Linked DNA regions of Mus musculus: region 2 is linked to region 1. Evidence: chromatin contacts called from public promoter capture Hi-C data. All regions are on one chromosome and are shown on one strand. The core of a region is the stretch at or near the end of the contact, and the rest is flanking DNA. Distances in the headings are between cores, read along the strand shown. Region 1 overlaps Capn13 (calpain 13). Region 2 holds the start of Dpy30 (dpy-30, histone methyltransferase complex regulatory subunit).

Evidence for each region. Promoter capture Hi-C pulls out the DNA fragments that hold promoters and counts their contacts.
Region 2: a contact with region 1 is called in a promoter capture Hi-C map of hippocampal neurons, with 4 times the contacts expected there. The contact joins the promoter of Dpy30 here to the enhancer-like site in region 1. A contact is called at or near these places in 3 of 39 promoter capture datasets (the C10 cell line, embryonic stem cells and hippocampal neurons), 2 of 15 datasets of contacts at CTCF or cohesin (large pre-B cells and pro-B cells), 3 of 484 Hi-C or Micro-C datasets (B cells and the G1E-ER4 cell line) and 5 of 115 datasets of contacts at active chromatin or transcription factors (astrocytes, embryonic limb bud, embryonic stem cells and 2 more).

The regions. Positions count from the first base shown.
Region 1 is chr17:73,303,584-73,309,650 of GRCm38.p6, forward strand. It overlaps Capn13 (calpain 13), which reads right to left. Exons shown (of 23, transcript NM_001033444.2): 23 at 2,881-3,304. Among named protein-coding and RNA genes, the nearest start is that of E330032C10Rik, 56 kb to the left of the region's middle. Within about 2 kb of position 2,223, at least 8 of the 459 cell types and tissues checked have an H3K27ac peak or open chromatin away from gene starts, as enhancers often do. A contact at or near this core is called in the G1E-ER4 cell line and hippocampal neurons, where this site is marked.
Region 2 is chr17:74,313,026-74,319,092 of GRCm38.p6, forward strand. It overlaps Dpy30 (dpy-30, histone methyltransferase complex regulatory subunit), which reads right to left and starts at 3,408. Exons shown (of 5, transcript NM_001146223.1): 1 at 3,320-3,408; 2 at 3,019-3,091; 3 at 2,877-2,924. The coding sequence starts at 3,054.

The DNA of each region.
Region 1 (6,067 bases), core at 973-3,472:
TGTCGCACCTTATAACCCAGCAGCTATGGAGTCAACACAGCCGCAAAACCAAAGAAGCATCCATGTGTTCGCCAACTTTGCACGCAGGCAGTTCTTCGGTGGCCCAGAGTTACTCGGAGTTGTTCTCTGAGGACATTTTGTGGTTTCAGATCGAAGGATACAGAGTTCTAGGTATGTCCCATATGCAGCATGTGGGAGAACAACCAATGTATCCAAACCCATTTGCAGATGATGATGGCATGCCCCAGCGTCAAAAGGATGGGCACCGCTGCCTGTGGCTAGAGACTCCAGCCTGTGCACGTCCGAGAACCAGCCTTCTTTTCCTCCTCTGCCTTCTATCAGGCTGCAAAATAGAGCCCCATTACCCATTCAGCATTCGTCGTCTTCAGATGTGGCCAGACTCACACTGCCGCAGCCGCATGCCACTGCCGCAGTGATTATTGACCGCTCTGCTGGGATATCAAGCACTTTGGGCTTGGCTGGGGGACCATTAATCAACAACCTTGTCAGAGTGATGGATTCTGTTAGGATTATTGCTTAATTAGCTTGTTTAGGGCAAGAAAATCAACCAGGACATTAGTTCTCTAGCCAGAAGGAAGAGGGAAAATGAGCAGAACTGGTGGGAAGGGGCCTTGGAGCTCCCGGGGAGGGAGCCAGGGTCTCGAGGGCGTGGAGGGAGGGGCCTCTGATAGAGCAAGCCTTATGCTTGAAGTCGACAGACCTTTTTACTCCTTTTGGCTGTCGTGGCTGGGCAGAGAGATGCCCCGATTCAGTGGAGTTGAAGAACAGTGATACGTGATGCGTCAGTCAAGGAGCATGTCCATTCCCCAGGGAGCTTTAAAAAAATTCAAATTCCCAAGTTTAGGTTCGAATTCGCCCGTTCAGAATCTCTGAAGATTTTTATTGTTGTCGGTGTTGTTCTGTTTTGTTTTCTAAGACAAGTTATTCCAGGTGAGTTTTTATTCACAACAGGATGTGGGAGCCTCGGCTTCGGAGGTTGTGAGAGTTAACTCCGGTGACCACCTTTCTTTCTACCAGATATGCATTTCCTGTGGGGCGTGGGCGAGCTTTATCTCCAACATCCCTACCAGCTTCTATGCATGCTGGTCGTCTTCCCCCACACTCCTCTTTGGTCTCTATTTCGTCCTCTCTCTCCTGGCTTTTCTTATATTGCTCCTTGCCTACCTTTTTTTTTTTTTTTTTCTGAAGTCCCCTTCCCAGGTCTTTCCATCCCCCATCTTTCCTTTCTTCTCTCCATCTTCTTTTTCCACCCGTGCAGATGACTATCTCTTGGCACCAGGCTCATTTTACACCCCCTCTCTATTCTTTCCTATCTGGCAGGGGCTGGAAGTCTGAAAATGGCTTTTCCGAGAGAGAATTACAGATACAATTGCAGCTCACCATCGATATGTGCTTGTGTGGAGCTTAGAAGGCACAAGAGGAGGTCTTGTGGGGGAAACTGAGTCCCAGAAAGCATCCGTAAACGCATATGCAGTGGTTGGGGGTGGACTCCTCCGGCTTTGCTCCTCCCCAAAATAGGAATGAAGACCTGCTTGTTTCTCAGTTTTTCCAGGTTCACGGGATGTGTGTAGTATTCACAGAAGGCAACCACAGAGGTGGAGGGAGGATCCTGGTCTGAATTGCTGTGGACAGCAGTCTAGTAAATGAAAAAGAAGTCTGGCCAGCCCCAGGGCTGCTCTCTGTTGACCCTATGACCAACCCAGGCCAACCCAGAAGGGGATCAGGGTCACATGTGGCTGAGGCAGCCAAGGGAGCAGGTGTGCTAGAGTTTCTACGTAGATATTCAGAGGATCACCTCTGAGCTCTTCAGAACGGCTGGTTCAGGTCTTCTGGAGCTGCTCTTGTAACAGAGCACGGGCGGCCCCGATATTTTTGCATGCAGAAGATCGTATGTAACGGAACAATCCAGCCCATTAGCTATTTTATTCTAAATTTCATGACGGTGGATGGGAAATGACCAAGAGCAACGCCCTGTAATATGGCTATGTTTGCTGTCTGTGTAGTGAATGTGGTCACTTCCAAATGGTGACCTTGTTCTTGCATGACCAATCCTGCCAGTGCTGTCCATTTTCTAGTGAGGGTTTCTCACAAAATCACGGTCGGAAGATTTTCATCTTCCTGTCCTTTCCACACACAGACATTTGCGGTTTGAATCCCTCAAGCTCTTGTAGCTTGTAGAATGAATAGCTGTTCTCCAGCAGGTGGCGCTGTTTAGGAGGCTGTGGAACCTTTAGGAGCTGGGGACCCAGTTCATAAGGAGTCTAGGTCTCTAGAAGTGGGATTTGAAGGCTCTATAGCCTGGTGCCTGGTTCTGGTCCTACTGTTTCAGCATCCTAGCCCACTACAATGTGAGGAGCCCGTACCGTATGCTCCCTGGGCACTGCCAGCCCTTTGCCGCCACAGCGGACTAAAATCGCATCATGCAGTAAGTCGGAATAAACCTTTCTTCTCTGAAGTTTTTGTATGGGGGAATTCCATCACACAGATGAGGAAACCAGCCAGTACAATCCCTTCCTGGGAAATGCTTCCAGTGTTGAGCTCTTAGGCTGCACAACCTCCATAGCAGGGTCTGGCCTGGTGAGCTTTTGAAATGACCATGATTCTAAACGATCATTTTGAGATACCCAAGGACCACGTGGTGAACGAGGAGAAGGAGGAAGAGGAGGGGAGGGAGAGGGAGAGGGAGAGTGAGAGGGAGAGGGAGAGGGAGAGGGGGAGGGGGAGGGGGAGGGGAGGGGAGGGGGAGGGGGAGGGGGAGGAGGAGGAGGAGCAGGTGCCTACTTTTTGGCATAGCATTCCCATCCCCAGTTGTACTTTTAAAACCAGATCCAAGGGTCTTTCACACCAAGAATTTTTCGTAGAAATAAATTTTATTTGGCCATTTAGCTGTGAAACAACTCTGCTGCAGCTACAAAAGAATGTGGTTATTTGGCAAATGGCACTGAGTAGACCATTCCTGGGTCAGCAACACCACCTGGGGGGTGCATAAACTGGATCAGACTGGTTTTCCCAAGAAATGGATCCAGGGAGAGTGTGGGAAGGGGATGGAATGTCAGCAGGAGTGAACGTTTCCTGTTTTGTTTTCCTGCAAGTGCCTGCTGATATCAGCACGTGCTCTGATGACCTAGGGTTGATCGGAGCCTGCCTCAGCCAGGACCTCAGTCTAGGCTCTTCGAAGGCATCTTTGACTCCATTTCAAATACCAGGTTTAGCTGCAGACCGTAGGGGTTGGCACAGCTCCATGGGGACAGCCGTTTCCTCGAGTGACCACTGGGAACATGTCCTAGAGAAAGACACAGAATCTCATAGCAAAGGGCCCAGGGAGAGCAAAGTTTGTTCCTGTCTTCAAGTGAGCATGGAGGCCCAACCCCATTCCTACTATGTGGAACAGATAATAGGCCTGGGAATTTCCCACTGTGAGCGTGACTGGTCCCCTCAGAAGGTACCCCCCTCCCAGTAGATGGGAATGGCTTTATCCTCAAGATCCACAAAAGACACTACCCCATTTGCGCCACTCTGCCTGCAGCTGGAATTCAAACCACAGCTCACCCAAAATAATAGCCCTGTGTGTGCCTGCAGCAGTCAAAAGTGTCATGGAGTCAGCCCCTGTTTTGTCCTCCTGTGGACAAACCAGATGGACCCCTCTGCCCTCTGCCCTCTGCATGCTTCAGTCTGCTGTTGTCTCAAGTGTGTGTGGCTCAGATTAAGTGACAACCTTGCATAGACATCTCTCCTGCAAATATAACATGTCCTTGCCCATGGGTGTTAGGGTCCCTGGCTTTCCTTCCCAGTTGCTCTCCCCTTCTTTCAAGTCCTAAATATTTTACTTTCAGGATTGTTTTCTACCCGTTGTATTGATTTTCTAGTAAGAATTCAATCTTATACATATAATTTGAAAACTCAATCATTGCTACAAGCCATGAAGGAAAAGGGGCAGATTGCTACATCCTTCCTGTCCCCAGATTTCCTCAGAATTGCTCTGGAAGCTTCAGCCCACATTTCTAAACTGCAAACTTAGGCAGCAGCTCCCTCACTTGCCAATTTTAAAAGCCCATCGATTTCTGTGATGGACGACAGGGCTGGGTGTTCCTTGCCCACTTTTATATCTCTATCGTCTCTCTCTTCATCCTTCTAATATATTTAGGCCACACTTTTTGTTAAATCAATATTTAATTTCTACTTTATTACAATTATATATGTACTGCTCACTGCAAAGTGAGGAAACACTCTTGGATCACATTTTCTTCTTTCTGTAACTTTTTGTTCTTCCAGGAGTTACTAATTACCTCATTTTTTTTTTTTTTTGGTCTGCCTAATCCGTCATTATCTTAATAATTCTTACCAAAGTCTCCAGCAGAATTGCAAAGCTTTCTGCACGATGAAGCCACCTAAGGAATTTTATTGATTCCCCCTTCTTTCGACTCCCCCTTTCGCTCCCCTAGGAATGGTTGCCCTCTACACGATGTCTAGCTCGGTTGTTTTCCCACTGGTGGGTCTCGAACATCCAGATCCCCACCCCCACCCTCTGATCATGCTCTCAGAGTGTGCATGTTAGTTTCCTGATTGAGTACATTTCTCTTCAAAAGCCAGTTCAGAAAGCTAGACGACGATCTTCTAAGGTGGCTGTGGTTCTTAGTGGGATCTAGTAATTGTCATATTACCAGCTGCAAATCCAGACTCCCAATTTATTTCATTATTTTTCGTTCTTTGTTTTATCAAGGTGGGAGCTCTCTGTAGCTCTTGCTGTCCTGGCTGGACAGTTCATTCAAGACCAGGCTGGCCTGGAATTCACAGAGATTCACCTGGCTCTGCCTCCCAAGTGCTGGGATTAAAGGCTGTGCCACCATGCCTGGCTCCCAGATCTTAAAATGAGCCACTACATGGTTGCTGGGAATTGAGCTCAGGAGTCTTAGAAGAGCAGTCAGTACTCTTAACCACTGAGCCATCTTTCCAGCCCCAATTGTTAATATGACCTACATGGGAGAGTTTGATCCAAACTAATGATGGTCTCATCTATTTTGTAATGACAGTCTTCCACCCAAAGTCTACCCAGGCGTCTAAGAAGGAATTCCTTGGCCTGAAGGTTAGGAGAGAAGCATTTGTTGGGGTAGAAGTGGGCCCACTCTGAGGAGTTGTAGATAACAATAAGAAAGATCAAGGCTGTTGCTGCCTATTTTCCACTTGCAAACAGATTAAAGATTGCTGTGCAGTGGAGATGGTAGAAGTACTAATTTGTTAGAAGGCACTCTCCTGCTGTATTGTCAGCAAGCCAACATGGACACAGATGGCATTAGCTGGACAAGCTTTCAACAAGATGCGATCCGATCCACAGTGCACTAAAGCTCTAGACTCTGGAGTCAGTTAAGATCAACATGCTCACCTGACCCAGTACGCCCCCAGCACCTTCTGACCTTAACCTTTTAACAAAAACACTGCCTGCAATTCGGCAGTGGAGGTACATGCCTTCCTCAAAACAAATAGATTCTAATAAACAATTCTAATATCTAACAATGGTGGTACAAGCCAAGCTGATCAGCAAGTCTAGCGTACATGAAAGGCTTCTTATATAGTTTACAGAATGTGACCCAGAAATAGAATGGCCCGATGACGGTGCCATCACTTCCTTCTCTTGGGAAGAAGGTCATGCAGTAAGCATGGCACATCCTTTCATCCCAGCAACAATATGGCAGACTCAACAAGACCTAAACAGCGACAAGATCGATAGACATGCTAGCATGGAAGGAGGAAACTTTACATTGTCCCACATCTCACACAGGACACTAATGACCACTGAGAGAGGGAACCTTATTCTCTCTCAGGGATGAGCCCACTGATTGGCTGTACCTGAAGTCATACACTCACAAGTAACACTCAACAGACTCAGCAGGTCATGGTTATATATTTGTGCATTTATGTATGCATTCATGTATGTAATTATAATAAAAGAAGGAGCTATAAATGTGAGAGGAAGTGAGGAGGGGACAGGGGAGAGATTAGAGGGAGGATAAGAAGTAGGGAAATGATGTAATTATGTTTTAATTAAAAT
Region 2 (6,067 bases), core at 2,158-4,657, 1.0 Mb after region 1:
AGCACTCGGGAGGCCAGCCTGGTCTTTAAAGTGAGGTATACAGGACAACACAGAGACTCCATCTCAGAAGCTCCCCAAAACTCTGTGTGTGTGTGTGTGTGTGTGTGTGTGTGTGTAAAATAGACTAGACAAGGACATTAAATATAAATTAGTATCATCCCATCTGTGAATCCTAAATGCCATAAGAACTGCCTGCCAGGCCAGATGTGCCTAGTAATGTTACAGTGGCGTGATGGTATATAGGTGTCACCTACTGCTTTCTGACTGGATTTGTGGCCTGCTCCACAGAGGCTTAGACATGCCTGCCTGGTATATAAACCTGGTCAAAAGCCTAGCCTTAGGGGGTCACCTGCTACTGTTGCTTCCCTAAAACAGTAGTCAAACTGCCTAAATGTTTCTGCTTCTACCCACAGGTTAGTGCTGCTCTCAGCCTTGGGCAGAGAAGACTCTTTCTGTTGTGGTCACCAGGAAAGAGAGGCTCAGAATGGGTCGAAGTGCTTGCCAGTACTCAGCTCTAAGTATCTAAATGGAACTTGTATGCAGTGTTCCCCGCTACGGCTCAGGGAACACTGCCCAACATGAAGCAGAAGACCCGGTGTATGGAAGGGTTGCTGTCTTCTGCCAGAAGCCTGGGTGTTAGGCTTTGACTCACTGCTGCTACAGTTACTGCCCAAGATCAGTCAAGCACTCCAGCAGGCAGCACTAACTGGACTCACTGAGTTTCAATAAGTTAGGAAATGAAAGGGAACGCACTTGGGGACTTGGGGGTGTACAGGTGAACGACAGGGGGAAGCTGGGAATCGATATGATCAAGATATACTGCACACACGTGTGGAACTGTCAAAGAATAAATCAGGATCTAAAATAAATCAAGATAGAGGAAAGTATGGACAAATAAATCTGACAAAAATGTTCAAACAAGGGCTACAATTTCCCCAAATTTCATGAAACACTAAACCAAGTCCATGAATCCATTCAAAAATAAAGGAACACTAGGACGGGTTGGAGGTGGGATATAGCTCAGCAGCAGAGCGTAGGCCAAGCGTATACAAAAGCCTGGGTTCAATCCACACCACGAATAAACAAGTGCACCTCGACTCACACACAGCACACCTACAGACATACATAAGACCACACATACACAAGGTGTAAAACGTGTAACTGTGTGAAAAGGTTAGAGAGATGGCTTGGGGAATTAGATAAGTTGTTCTGCAAGCAAGCATAAGGACCTGAGTTCAAATCCCGGGCCCAAATGTAAAAAGCTAGGCACTTAAAAACTATAGACAGGACTGGAGAGAAGGCTCAGCAGTTAGAAGCACTGACTGCTCTTGCAGAAGACCAGCGCTTGGTTCCCACCACCCGCGGGGTAGTTCACCAATTGTCTCAAACTCCAATTCCAGGGAGGATCTGGCACACTCTTCTGGCCTCTGTGGGCACCAGGCAGGCACATGGGGCACACATACGGATGCAGGCACAATAACCAAGCACATAAAATGAATTTCAAAAGCCTAAGAAATATAAATAAGAATATAGACAGCCAAAGCTGGAGTTGGGGGAGGGGGTGTGTGTGTGGTTAAGAACACCAGTATAGCAGCAGGAGAGTGCTTGAAGTCAGCCTGGTCTACAGAGTAAGTTCTAGGACATCCAGGGCTACATAGAAAAACCCTGTCTCAGAGAGAGAGAGAGAGAAAGAGAAAGAGAGAGAGAGAGAGAGAGAGAGAGAGAGAGAGATCCTCATTCAATCCCCAGCATACATGGTAGCTCACAACTGTCTGTAGCTCAAGTTCCGGCCTTCTGATGTACATATATACCCAGGCAGAACACCCATAAAGCAGTAAAAAGAAATATATAAACCGGGTTCGGTGCACACACCTTTACTCCCAACACCAAGAGGTGGAGGCTGGTGAATCTCGGTAAATTCAAGGCCAGCATGATCTACATAGTGAGTTCCAGGACAGCCAGAGCTAATGACACCCTATCTCAGGGGGAAAAAAATAGAAAAAATAAAAAAATATATATACATACATATAAACACACAAACACAGAGAGGAGGGAGGGAGGGAGAGAGAGACAGAAAAAGAGACAGAGAGAAGCAAAGAGAGACAGAGAGAGATCACACAAATATAAATACAATGCAATCCTTTTGTAAGAGTCAGTTCTAGGTCAGGCAGGACTGCTCAGTGTGTAAGGAGCTTGCTACCCCCACATCTAACCTGAGTTCCATCTCCAGAACCCACCTAAGGGTGGAAGCAAAAAACCTACTCTGTAAGGGTGCCCTCTGATCTCCACACACTAGTGCACATGCATGAGCGAGCGTGTGCATGCGCGCACACACCCACAAGTAATAATAATAATAATAATAATAAAATAAAAAAGAAAACATGTCTAAGCTTACTTTCCGCTGACCTTGAACAAGTTACTCAACTTTAAGCATTCTGGAGCTGAAGATACATTCAAATTAGCCTGGTATATATCTCACAAACAGCAAAGTGTTGAATAAATTCTAACACCTGTTTGTACAACTTCTTGGAAACGTGGTCCTGCCCTTTTTTTTTTTTTTTTTTTTTTAAACCAGAACTTAATCCCTCGAGTCTCCCATTCACACACAAATTTTCTCCGGGAAGCCTCCATTTTCCTAACCAAACCTTCCCAGCTCTGGTTCCGGGATCATCTAATCTTTCATTTACAAAGTACCTTTATTTTTAGCCAAGTATTAGCATGCTAGTAAAAAGAAGCCACTTATAATCTGATACTACGGAGAGATCGCGGCAGCAAAGAGTTCCCTCGTGCAGAGTAGCCTAGTAAACCGATCCTAAGTTTTCTCCAGCTCTCAAGAGACCCATAGATGCATGCGGCAGAGAAACTGAGCGAGTTACCTCAACGCTGTCTGTGAGCCCGTACTCAGAGTGAGGGTTTTCTGCAACCTAGAAAACAAAATACAGTCACAGAGAGAGACATCCGCCCGTCCCGCGCTGCCTCCCCGCACACCGCCACCCTGAACCCAGGGCCTCCTGGTACCTGTGTCTGTCCCTCCAGCATCTGCTCCGACTCCATGGCGGACCCTGCAAACCGCAATCAACCGGATACCAGTCTTGCAAAACAAGAAGAGCCGCGAGTTAGTTACCCGGGAGATTTCAAGTGGAAGACGCCAGGACCCGGTGCGGTGCAGCCCAGCCCGGGACCCCGCCCCTCACCCCCGCGGGCAGCAGACGCGCGGGCTGGGTCGGGCCACCGACTGGCCGTCCTCGTCGCATCGCGAGGCTCGGAGGTCGTCCCAAGGATGTAGCGGTGGGAGGAGGAGGACAGGGAAGCTGATTACCCGCGCCAAGGCTGTCGGTTCCTAAGTGCCCTGCACGGCGCCACCGACTCACAGCGCGAACCGCTTCGGCCGTAAGTGAGGGACGTCGCGCTGCCGCCGCGCCTGCGCAGAGCGGCCCCGCGGGCAGAAGTGCCCGAGCCCGCCTAAGTGGGCCTACGCCTCTGCGGTGCGCGGGGTGCCTGGCCACCTGCCGGCTCCACCCTGCCGTAGATCTTTCTCCTTTAGACAGTCCTTCGTGGCACCTGGAAGTGACGGTCCCCGAGGAACCGAGGCCACTCACTTGCTGAGCGATTCTTGCTCAGGCTTTACTAGGGGCTAGAGGGCATCCAGCGGTTGATTACTTGGCTAATCTTACAGGCGACTTAGGTTTGGTCTCCACCGCCCACATGGTGGCTCACAACTATCCCTAACTCCGGTTCCGGGGAGCTGACTCTCTCTTTTTATCTACGCAGGCACGAGGCACGCGTGTGCTCCGCGCACATTCAGGCAAAACACGCATATATACGTATACATACACACATATATAATTTTTTTAAGGCCAAAGGGAAACAAGGAGGAGTGTTTGGGAATTCTTGGGCGGCTTTTATTCAAGCCCTGCAGTCTATGAGGATACCACGTTCACACTATTCTACATTTATGTCTAGATTAGTTTTTTTTTTTTTTTTTAATTACTTTCCAGGGATAAGGAGTTCAGCTCATGGTCGAGCGCTTTCCTGGGATAACCAAGGATCTTGGTTCAATTTCTACAGAAGAAATGGCTTTCCAGACTGTAGTATTATGGATTCCAACCTGGGTTGTGTTTGCTTGTTTTTACATTTTAAAGCCAGGTGTCTGAAATCCCAGCATTTGGCTGACTGAGGTAAAGAGGGTCAAACGCCAGCCAGAGCTTCCTGAACGGGAGTTCCAGGAGAGCCTGCTTTCCTGTAATTATTGTAACTGTTGATGGATTAGGATTTCAAGGGTATGGAGAGGTTGGAATGCTGCAAATCTAGAGACACTAGTTAGTTGTCTTGAACCTAGTTAGCTCCCTAAATAGCCTTTAATACCCACCTCTGTCAGGGACCTAACTTCTTTACTAATACTTCTTACTAGTGAGTTTCTTGGAATGTTCAGACTCCTAGCTAACACCAAAATGTTTCCAAAAAGCCTTCAGTTGGCAGGGCAGTGGTGCTGCATGCCTTTAATCCCAGCATTTGGGAGGCAGAGGCAGGTGGATTTCTGAGTTAGAGGCCAGCCTGGTCTACAGAGTGAGTTCCAGGACAGCCAGGGATACACAGAGAAACCCTGTCTCAAGAAAAAGAAGGAGAGGGGGAGGGGGAGAAGAAGAAAAGAAGAAGAAGAAGAAGAAGAAGAAGAAGAAGAAGAAGAAGAAGAAGCCTTCAGCTGTCCCTACAATGATTATAGCTAAGATTTCCAGACTTTCCTACAACCCACACACCTAATGTACTTGAAAAGAGCTTTTGTGCTTGGTGTGGTGGTGAGAAAAGAGATGGTTTAGTCACTTTAAAAACAAAAACAAAAACAAAAACTTACTGCTCTTCCAGAGTTCAGTTCCCAGGCACACACCAGAAGTCCAACAACCACCCAGAACTCCCGAGATCTGACACCGTCTTCTGGCCTCTGTGAGCACTTGAACTCACTTGCACTTACACAGAAATGTGGTATATATACGAATACATAACTAAAAATAAACCTTAAAATGTACAATCTGCTTCCTACCTACAAGTTATAGATGTTAAGTAATAGCTTTGGGTTTTGAGAAACTAAGCTCTGCTGGGCAATAAAGAATTGTTGGGCCCCAGCCTGACCATTCAGTATGCCTGGTATCAAAAGCAAACTGCCTGACTTCAAACCACAAAGCAGCGCTGTACCTTCCCAATGGTACAACATGTAGTGTAGGTGCACACACAAGTCCCCAGCCCCTCTAAATGCCCACAGCCTTCATCCCACAGGAAAACGTGGGGCCCTCAATGCTCTACTGAAGCAGTCTAAGCCTGTTGAGAGTCTGTCTGCCTGTCTGCCAGTCTCCTTTTTATTTTATATTTTTTAAGACATATTTATTTATTGTATATAAGTACACTGTAGCTGTTTTCAGGCACCCCAGAAGAGGGCATTAGATCTCATTACAGATAGTTGTGAGCCACCACGTGGTTGCTAAGATTTGAACCAGTCAGTGTTCTTTTTTTTTTTTTAAAGATTTATTTATTTATTATATGTAAGTACACTGTAGCTATCTTCAGACACTCCAGAAGAGGGAGTCAGATCTTGTTACAGATGGTTGTGAGCCACCATGTGGTTGCTGGGATTTGAACTTCAGACCTTCGGAAGAGCAGTCGGGTGCTCTTACCCACTGAGCCATCTCACCAGCCCCAGTCAGTGTTCTTAACCGCTGAGCCATCTCTCCAGTCCCTGCCTCCTCCTTCTTAAAACAAATGGCAAACAACAGGGAAAATTGGAATGCTTTGAATACAGAGCATTTATTTTACCATAACTGTAAAGGACAGAGCTCTGATGTTAACTCAATCCCCTTTGTCAGCTGCACCTTTTTTTTTTTTTTTTTTTTTTTTTTTAGACTTATTTATTTATTATATGTAAGTACACTGTAACACTGTAGCTGTCCTCCGACAGTCCAGAAGAGGGAGCCAGATCTCATTATGGGTGGTTGTGAGCCACCATGTGGTTGCTGGGATTTGAACTCCGGACCTTCGGAAGAGCAGTCGGTTGCTCTTACCCGCTGAGCCATCTCAC